Regions from separate parts of the Canis lupus genome. Here region 2 is linked to region 1. A link is a contact called in public Hi-C data. All regions are on one chromosome and are shown on one strand. The core of a region is the stretch at or near the end of the contact, and the rest is flanking DNA. Distances in the headings are between cores, read along the strand shown. Region 1 holds the start of HOOK1 (protein Hook homolog 1). Region 2 holds the start of MYSM1 (histone H2A deubiquitinase MYSM1).

The links. Hi-C and Micro-C count contacts between places; a contact is called where the count stands out from the background.
Region 2: a Hi-C map of blood shows a contact between it and region 1, with 5 times the contacts expected there. The contact joins the promoter of MYSM1 here to the promoter of HOOK1 in region 1. A contact is called at or near these places in 2 of 9 Hi-C or Micro-C datasets (both in blood).

The regions. Positions count from the first base shown.
Region 1 is chr5:50,417,432-50,422,627 of UU_Cfam_GSD_1.0, reverse strand. It overlaps HOOK1 (protein Hook homolog 1), which reads left to right and starts at 2,722. Exons shown (of 23, transcript XM_038537367.1): 1 at 2,722-2,899. The coding sequence starts at 2,837.
Region 2 is chr5:51,392,698-51,397,893 of UU_Cfam_GSD_1.0, reverse strand. MYSM1 (histone H2A deubiquitinase MYSM1) reads right to left here and starts at 2,530. Exons shown (of 21, transcript XM_038537395.1): 1 at 2,426-2,530. The coding sequence starts at 2,508. LOC102155678 (a long non-coding RNA gene) reads left to right here and starts at 1,771. Exons shown (of 5, transcript XR_005359705.1): 1 at 1,771-2,032; 2 at 3,025-3,225; 3 at 4,968-5,081.

The DNA.
Region 1 (5,196 bases), core at 1,473-3,972:
TATTTTCTTAGAATAGATTCTGGAAGTGAAACTATTGATTTAAAGGCTTTGAGCATTTTAAAGATTCTTGATATATATTGTCAAAAATTTTCGGAAAGATTATTTCAATTTACAACACCACAAGCAGTGTTTAAAAATAAGCTTTATTCAGTGCTCCAAATATAGATGCCAACTTTTAGAAATGAATGTCAACAGTTGGAAAATAAAAGACTATATTGTATTAGGCATTTTTTAAATATATATATTTCTGATTATAAAGTATACAAACTAATTGCAGGTTGAAAAATATAGATTACAGAAAATAATCCCTTAACCCATAGATAAACATGAGTTTGATGAATATTCCTTTTTTTGTCTTCTTACTGTGCGCATGTTAAATAAATTAATATTTATAATGTTGAGATCATATGGCTTTTACTTTTATATCTGAATTTTTAATTTAATGAAATTTTAATATAATTTAATTTAGTATCATGAAGAATTTGTATTAAATATTCTCCAAAGCATTTTTTTATTAGTTGCCAAATATTTTATCTTATAAATTGGCTATAATGTAGTTAACCTTTTCTGCTTATTGTAATGTGTATTGATCATTATATACAGGATTGCAATACATAACATTGTTTCTAACCTCTGGCTACATTTCTCATTATTTCAGGAGAATTCGTGACCAGAAGTGGAATTATAGAATCATGGGTTTAAATAGTACGGATATTTTAAAGTTTCTTGATACATATGGATAGAAAATCAGAAAAATTATTCTAAAATGTTTCATTCAGCTTTGTGCTGAATAAAAGTGCACTTCACTCTTCTCAATATTATTTTTTGTTGTTTTTTTCAATGATCCATGTTTTGCATTTTTCTGTTTCATATTTGCTTGAATTATTTGTTTTTTCTTATTTGAATTCATCAATCATGTCCTTCACATATTTTTCCATTAGACCTAGTATCATGAAGACTGAGCATCCATCCCCGAGAATCTGTTCTCTGCTTCTAAAGAGCTCAGAAGGATAACTCAGTTGCCCCTAGTAATTCAATCACTTGTGACTCTTAGTGATAAGCATATGATCATAGTAACTCATATTTACAAAGGAGTATTCAGTACATTCAACTCTTCCACATCCATCATCAGTTTTGTCCCTGTGAGGGAGACCGGGCAGGTTGGTGTCATTAGCATCACGGTAGAAATGGGGACGTTGGGATCACACAGGAGAAAGCCGTCAATAGCCAATGGGGAGTCAAGTCAAGACTCAGACCAGGTCTTCCATTCCTAGATCTTTTCCTTTTCCTTAAGTCACTTTACTGATGTTGCTAGTGTCCAGAAATAGAAAATGACTCCACATAGGGTAAGAAAGTTCTGAGATAATCTTAAGAGACTTGATAGCAAATGCAAGGACTATAAATTTAGAATGAGACTGATTTACATTTGAGGGCTTTTAATTGCAGTCATCCATCAGTTTTAAACTTTCAATGTCTAAATATAAAGACGTGGCAATATAAATGAGCCAGCTGCACTTTTACACAGCACATGAACTGATGAGTTTATGAATGAGTGAAGTGATGGAAATCAACAGCGCGAATAAGAATATCCCAACCCATTTCAACAGCCTAAGCCAGACATCAGTACCTTGGAGAGCTTCCAACTTAAGCCATACCCTCCCTCACATTCCTGTCTCAGAAAAGACAGGTTTGCAACCGCCAAAGGAAAGTCGGGAAGCATTTTATTTACACTCTTATCTTCCATGATTCTTGAAAACTAAAAGATGATTTCATTTTCCATTTTCCTACCTGAAAAAGAAAAAAAAAAAAAAAAGGTCTTCCCTTTTGCCCTATTTAAAATAAAATTGCCCGTGGCTTGTGATCTTGTGACAGCCTATTTAATTTAAGCAGCTTCACGGTATTTCCCCCCCCCCCCCCCCCTTAAAGAACAAACATTTCTTTGCCACGTCTGCAAATTAAAATGTTCTTTGCCGGTGAGCTCCCAGGAGAAAACCAGCTATCCACTCCCTATCGCGAGTGGTGTTTATTCTGGGGGTAAGAGCTATTCCGGAGGGCAGGAGGGCATCAGCGTGTGGGTGTCCACAGGTAGGAGCGGCCCCACGGCGAGAAAGGAGGCGGGAGGAGGCCGGCGCCAGCGGCCCCGCGGCCTCTTCTGCGCCTGGGGCTGCGCGAGCTCCAGCAGCTCCCTCGCCCCGCCGCGCACGCGCGCTGCCGGCCGCCGGCCTCCCCGCACCTGCCAGGTCACAAACCCCTCCCCACGCTCCCGCGCTCCCTCCCGGAGGCTGTCTTGTCTCCCGCTGATTGGTCGGAGCCCGGAGGCTGCGTCCAATCAGCAACCCCTTCTGCGCAACCCATCCCCGCTCTTCCCGCCCCCTCCCGCCCGCACGCCCCTCTCGGGCACCTACTTTCTTTGTGACTGGTGCGCGCTGCGGTCACTCAGCGCGGCGGGGAGAGGTGCGCGGGAGAGGGCCGGAGGCGGGGCCGGGGGCGGGGCCGGGGCCGGAGGGGCGGGGCCGGGGCCGGGGGGCGGGGCCCAGGTGCGGAGCCGCGCGGGGGCGCCTGGCCGGGGAGGGGGCCCTCCGCGGGGCGGGGCGGGGCCCGGGGCGGGGCCCGGGGCGGGGCCCGGGGCGGGGCGGGGCCCGGGGCGGTGGCGAGGAGGGGGTTACGCCGGCGACGTCGGCAGCGCGAGGCTTCGCGCGTGAGCCGCGCGGGCGCTGGGCCTGGCTCCGGAGCTTTCCCGGCCGGCGGCGGGCAGGTGGTCGACGCCGGCTCCCGGAGGAGCGCGGGGCGGAGGGAGGTGTCGGTGTCCGCGGCGTGGTCGACGGCGGCCCCGGCCATGGAAGAGACGCAGCCGCTTCCGCAGACCGAGCTGCCGCTGTGCGACAGCCTCATCATCTGGGTGAGTACGAGGGGGCGAAGGGCGCCGAGCGGCCGAGGCCAGCTGCCCCGGGTCGCGGGGGCCCGCAGGTGAGCCTGAGGAGTCGGCCGGGCCACCTGCGCCGCACACTGGGCGCGTTGCCCTTCGCGGCTGCTGTCGCCCTTGACCGCGAGAGTGCCACCTGCGGGGCGCGAGGCAGGTGTGTGTGTGTCTGCAGACGTGGGAGGGGTAAAGGGAGCTCTGCAGGTATAGGGGTGGAGGAGGCTTGCCTCTCCCCGCGGATCCTGCTTCTGACAGCTGTGACTGGAGCCAGGTGTCCATCCCCTTTTGGCTGCCCTATTTTCTCCCTCTGGACCACCGACTCTCTCGCCTTCTGTCTGCTGATCAGCCTCACTGTATGGATCTTTGTGCCCCTGGGGAGCGAAGCCTCCCTCCCTCCCACCTCCCACCCCCCCACCCCCCACCCCCCGCCGCTGAAACTCCCCTCCCAGCCAAACCACTTTGCTCTGCTTGGACACAGGTGGCCAAGAGGTGGTTTTGATGCCTGGATCGTGAGAGCTCCTCCAGGATCCCAGGACATTCGATTTTGTAGAAGTCATTTAGAAGGGTTATTTCTACATAGTTCCTGTTTGGAGAAAAATAAATGTTGGGGGTAGGGGCTCGTATTACCTTTTTTTTTTTTTTTTTTTGCCGGCCCCCATTTTCTCCTTCCGGTGGACAGCATTCTCTGTAAAGAAAAAGACTTGGCATTTTCACTTGCACTTTGTGCGTGCTTAGTATTTTTTTTTTTCCCCTAAAGTAGGCTCCATGCTCCTTGAACTCAGGAGCCTGGGGTGAAGACCCTGAGGCTTAACCTACTCAGGCACCCAAATGCCCCTGTACGTGTTTAATATTATAATTAATTTGTGTTAGGTGGACGAGTAGAATCTGCCCCCAGTATTCCTATCAGTAAAATGATATCTCACCTTTTGGAGGTGCTCAGCCATCAGAGTGCTGGCATTCAGGTGTGGTTTCTAACCTACATTTGGTAAGGTTGTTGCTTGATGGTCTGTCCACAAGGTGCTGTTGATGGTGCCCATCCCCAAACTAGTTGTTTGGTGTGTGTAGAGGAGTGTGTGCATAATGGAATGTATACAGACTGGATCAGGAGGCGGTAATTAGTTGATGAGATTCTGTAGCAGTCTCTTAATTGGAGTAATGCAAAAGAATGGGAGAAATCAGAGCAGGTTTCTGGCCACGTATGAAGTCTGTTGGAAATAACCATGATTTAAAGCAGCTTTTACAGTGTAGAGGTAAATAGCTTTTGTTATAAGCATAATGCAAGTATGTAGGGTTTCTGAGTTAAAAGCAATTAGCTAACTATTCATCTGTATGTTCATTCAAAATAAGTATTAGGGTTTAGATGCTATATCCTAAGACTGTCATGAAATAAGGTAGCATTGTTTTTAATGAGGTGTTTTGTTTAAATAAGTGACTAATTAAAGAGCGTATCCTAATCTGTAACTTTATTGCTCCAAACAACTGACTTAAGTAGTAAACTTAGTCTTTATGATGTCATTGACTTATATGAGGTGGAGGAAGAGTTTAGGATTTTTCTTGAATTGTATTGCAGTATTTTAAAATATTATGTGACTGTATTCATTCTTTGAACCAGTAATTATTGAGTTCCTACTTTGTTCAAGGACTGAGGAGGACAGATAATGAGAATAATCAAAGAACTTTCCATTTTTTTGCTGGGGAGCTAGGCAGAGCTGTGCATTTTCACAATGAGAGGCAAAATTCCTTAAAAACTGCAAAAATGGTACAAATGACAACAGTGTAATAAGTTATTTGCTTCTCGAGTTCTAAGGCTGTTGAAACACTGTGGAGAAAGTGGAGTTATTGTGCAGATTATTGCCTTTTGGATGCTGCTACAGCCAAATCTATCTGTTCCCATAACAATGCCTAGCTGCATAAAGACTAGCAACAACCACCCAGTTTCCCTCATGTTTTCTTGCAAAGTTTTATCGGTACCCTCTTTGAGCCCCCAATTTTTCTCCCCTCGGGAAAATGACCTCGTCCTTATCTTTGACTCCAGCTCTAGATCCCATCCCTTCTACCTCTTCTAAAACTTTGCTCTATCATTTATCTTCTTTCTGTATTTACTACTTCTTCCTCTCCTTTGGCTCCTTCCTCTCGACATGTAGACTTACTCAAATCTTCTTTATCTTAAAAAGAAGGAACAAAGAGCCACCACTCCCTATTAAAATGACACTGTATTTCCCTTCCCTATGCAGTTGAATTGAGTTTTTAAGTACTCAACTTTTATACTTCTTGAA
Region 2 (5,196 bases), core at 1,281-3,780, 980 kb before region 1:
AATGGATCTAAAGCTCAAGAGAGAGCTTTGGGTTGGTGACAGATTTGGGAAACATCAGTATGTAATAGGTGGAACTTTAGGAAATCACCATTTTTTTTAATGGTCAAAAATGGTTGAACAGTGACAAAACTTTATATGATCCAACCTAACGAAATTAAAGTCTTGAGAGATGATATAACTAGGGACTGTGTGGTGAGTGAGAAGTCTTATGACAAAACCCCTTGGAACACTGATTTAAAGGACAAATAGGAGAAAAGGAAGATGAGGAGGAAAGGTAGAAGTGAAAGGGAAATCAAGGTTTCAGTGCCACCTCTTAACTTTGGTACCTAGAATTTCGCAAGTACTTAAAAGCGTGTTTTCAATTAATCCTCAAGGGTTCCACAGATATTATCATTAGCTGTACCAACACATTTCAGAGGGCACCATTCACCAAAATATAATGTTAATGATGTTCCTTGGAGTTGGGTAAGGCAATGGCTCTCACTGTCAGGGACCAATACCCTTTGTAATCTGGCTTGCGTGAGTCTAAGATGATCATAAGCGTCACCAGAAGATTTAAGGCTCGAGCATAATAGAAAGAGAAAGGAAAGAAAAAAGGAAGGCAGAAAAATTAAACATGATCAGAAAAATAAAGAAGAACCCATGGAAAAGGGGCAGAGCCACGGCTCTCAGATGACCTTTTGTGATTCCAAGGCCAATTCACTTTTCTCTGGACTGCAGGTAAGTATCCCTGCCTACTTGTCAGACTTACTGTGAAAAGTAAATTAAATCATGCAAGCAAGAGCACTAAAACTAACCTGATAACTTGATCTACACAAATGTGAAAAATGATTGGTTTTTTTTTTTTTGTATATTTTTTATTGGAGTTCGATTTGCCAACATACAGCATAACACCCAGTGCTCATCCCCTCAAGTGCCCCCCTCAGTGCCTGTCACCCAATCACCCCATCCCCCGCCCACTTTCCCTTCCACCACCCCTCGTTCATTTCCCAGAGTTAGGTGTCTCTCATGTTCTGTCATCTTCACTGGTATTTTCACTCATTTTCTTTCCTTTCCCCTTTATTCCCTTTCACTATTTGAAAAATGATTGTTAATAAAAGTTCCCTATTTACCAGTATAGCTTTGGACTGCTTTGCCTAAAGGTTTGGGAGAGAATGACCATATGAATTTAATTACTCCTCACATTTTTATACCGTTTCAGGGTTCAGCAGAACTTTACACCCGCTACTTTAGTCCCCCAGGGGCAGAGCGGGTACTGCTCTCCATAATTTATAGAGGCCCTACTATGAGGTTGGAATGAATGAAATTTTACCATTTATTTTAAAGCTAAAAATGGTCTAAGACTGGCGATTCCCCATGGTTCAGTCAACCTAACAGACTTCTAACGAGGTTGTTTTTTATTTTTATTTTATTTTATTTATTTTATTTATTTTTTTTTGGTTGTTGATATTTTATAAGCAACATAAACTGGCTCAGTTTAGAACTTGTGATTCCTGACCAGTCCAGGCCTCTTTCCAATCCTAAACGGTGGCTGGGCAAGCACATTTTGAAGATAGTATGCATCGATTTCTTACTTGGAAAGCAAGCAAAGGGCTGGATCTCTCAAGCTGGAGGATGCTGCTTGGAACCACACTGGCCTGTTCGGCAGGAAATCTGCATTAAATAAACCGTGGGCCCTCACTAGGTTCTCACGATACCCTTCACGCGAGGGTAAGGAGGTGGGGAAGAAGGGAAAACATTTACCGATAGGTCACAATGACCCTGGGAGGCACACACCAGGCCTGTCAGCTTCCCCAGGAGCTAGCTGTCTGAAGCCCCGGCAAGTTACCTGTCTGGCCCAAGGTCACGGGGCTAAGGGACGGGCAAGGCCGGCCCACGCTGGAGACCCCAGAGCTGTGCGGCCCTGCCTCCCTGGAAGTTCTTCACAACTAACCCCAGGTCGGGGAGGAAACCTGTCGTCGGGAGGCAAAGAAACGGCACGGCCAAGGTCACCGGGCTTACAAGCGCTGGGAACAGGGATCCCGCGGCTCAGGTGCGGTGCAGAGGCTCCGCCCTAGGTCGGGTCGCCGTCCACGGGGGGGGGGGGGGGGGGGCGGGGTGGATTCCGGCGTGGACACCACGGAAGTAGCAATCTAATCGCTGGTCAGAGTGCAGTGTGCTAGGCGGGGTCGGCGCGCTCCGAATACCGCGGCCAGAGGTGGGAATGGCCGTCCGACACGAGCCCCGGGTCCCCGCCCGCCCGGCTCAGCGGCAGCTTACAGGCCAGGCCGTGTGGGCGCGGCGCCGGTCCGGCCGCCGGGACACCCTGGCCCGGCGGATGGGCTTCCGCTCCCCGGGTCCCTGCCGGACCCCAAGCCTCTCTGGGGTACTCTCTTCGCGCCCGCGCTCCTCCCCGTCCCTGCGAGACCCGGTCTCTACGCCTCACCCGGGCTGTGCCGCGGCTGGCACCACGTCCCCTTCGATATCCACATCCGCCTCTTCAGCCGCCATGATGGGACCTAACCCCATCCGTCCTCCCGAGAGATCCCGCGAGAGGTGGAGGCCTGGGGGCGGGGCCGCGTGCGTCATGGGGCGGGGCTTAAGCCTCGTCCAGCCCCCTCCAGGGCGGGGGGCGGGGCCTCCAGGGAAAAGAGCGCGGCCTTCTCTGAGGCTTGGTCCTCAGATACACACCCTGGGCTTGGAAGCGGCTGTGCTCCGGGGCAAATTCTTGGCTCCTCACTTCTCTCATTGGTAAAATGGGGATAATAGTAAATGGCTACCTGGATTGCTAAAAAGATGAAGCTGGACCTGCTTGGGGTCCAATGAAGATGAAGCTGGACCTGCTTGGGGTCCAATGAAGGACCCTTACCTGTTGGTTTTCTTTCTTTCTTTTTTGTTTTCTTTAAGGAAAAGGATGATTCAGCGATTATGTGAAGTACTAAACAACTTCCATTTTAAAATACAAAAAAAAAAAAAAACATTTAAGAATGTGACTTAGTTTATAGAGGTCTTTACAATTAATTAAAAATTCTTTCTCATGACCAGTGATGTTTACAATAACCCAGGGAGGACTGGTATCAACTGGTATCAACACTTTACAGATGAGGAAACTGAGGCTCAGAAAACTGCAATGACCATCAAAGAATGCATAGCTAGTCAAAGACGGAGCTGGGACCAGAATATGGGTCTTTTGATCCTGTACTGAGTGCTCACCCTCTACAAATCATGTGGCAGGAACTGCAAAAGGTAAACCATTTCTCTCAGAGAATTTATGACTTCTCAAGAAATTAGATACTGGCCTTGAGTATGCACCTACTAGCATTTATCGCTCGCATTATTGTAACTGTTCATTCACTTGTCTGGCTCCAGCACGAGACTGTGAATCCTTAAAGTACAAAAGCTATAGCTGCTATTCCTTGTACTAGTCCTCATACTGGCAACATTCAGTATGGTGTCTGACATGTCATAGGTGCTCAATAAATGTTGAACTGATGAATGAATGAATGAATGAAACAATTTAAGTGTGCTCAAGACAGCCTTCTGTCTCAGCCAGCCTTTCTACTGTTATACCTCCTCACATCACTTTTTGCTAACTTTGCACAGAGAACAGAGGACAAAATGATCAGATTTAACTGAGATATCTCTAGGTTTCATAGCATGTTTTCATAGTATGTTTCATAGTATGTTCGAAGGAGTTTTCAAGTGATCGTATAAACATATGACTCTTCCCTTCACAATGAACTTTTATGATTATTCTTGGCCCTTTAAATTTAGTTATTTATAATACCTAACACAAACATTTTCATTCACTATGATGCCCTGCTTTCTGTAAACTGAAACTGAATGAATGTCAGATTAATTTTAGAGCGGAAAGGAAGGGAAGATTAATTACAAATAGAGAGGGTGGGTCAGGGCTAATATGATCACTTGTCATATCCCCGATATTGTGTAAGGTGTTATCACTTTTGGACCTCCCAAGAATCATGCAAAGTAAGTATTATCACCCTACCCCAGCCTCCGTTTTAGAAGTGAGGAAACCAAAATTCAGAAAAATTACAGTTCTATAGCTGAGTACTAGAGGTGGGATCCCAACCCAAGTCTTTATCCTTCTATACTTAATCTATTGTATTTTAATTCACAACAGAAAGAATAAGGTCTTTTGCAATACTACGTAAACTGGTATTTTCTCATCTGGCTTAAGAGTAAATCATAATCATAATTTTCAGACTTCTTTGAGGTGCTTAAATCTAGAAATGAGTGGAAACTGTATTTTGAAGGTTGGAAACTTACCTTGAGTTTACAAATTCCTTTTCTGTCCCACATTATTTTCTGTCCCTCTATTTCCCTCATTGATGCTGAAACAGAATTTGCGAGAGGTGCCGTACCTGTAAGTCTTCACAAATGTTTTTAGAGGAACATTTAGTCAAAGTATCTGACTCACATTTTAACTGCGTAGTGTTTGAATCCATTGAAGAGACAGTTTATTCATTTCATTTCTCCCTATTTCTGGAGAAAAGGGATCACTGCATTTTTATTGAAAAAGCAAAGTATAATTGCAATATTAATCCATGAAAAGCTGGCATGTTAGCGTTCATGCTAATTAGCCCAGATTTGTAAAGTGCTTTAAAAGCAGGAACTGTCACACAACTGCTCACTAATGTTATTGTTACATTATGATCCAAACTGTCAGCTAAATGATTGCCAGGGATTTAAGAGTTCCCATTTTAAAAAGAAAATGGCCAGTGAGCGGGTAGGAAAACCACTTTATCTACACAGAGGTGAAATAATAGATGAATGCAGACGTAGACTTAGGAGCTACACTTGGCAGGCATTGGATATGGCTTGAATTGTTCCAGGAAAACAAGCTGCATTTTATTTTATTTTCCCTCCCCAGTTCCCTGAAATCGCATAAGGTAGCTACTGAAAAAGCTGTTCTCAATATGTTGTAAGGAACGTCTGCCAATGCACTTCTTACATTTTAATTACAGTAATGCTACATCCATCTGACATTATTCGGAAGGGAAAGTGAAGATGCCAACATTAATGAGCTCCTACTGTGTGCCAGGCATTTTACAGACATTATTTCTTTGCAGCCCTTTGAGGTAAGGAATTATTTTCACTTACAGATGTGGTAACTGAGGTTCAGAATAGTTAAGCAATTTACCCAAGAATCTGGGCTTACCGTGTTTTATTTTTTTTATTTTTTATTTTTTTTCC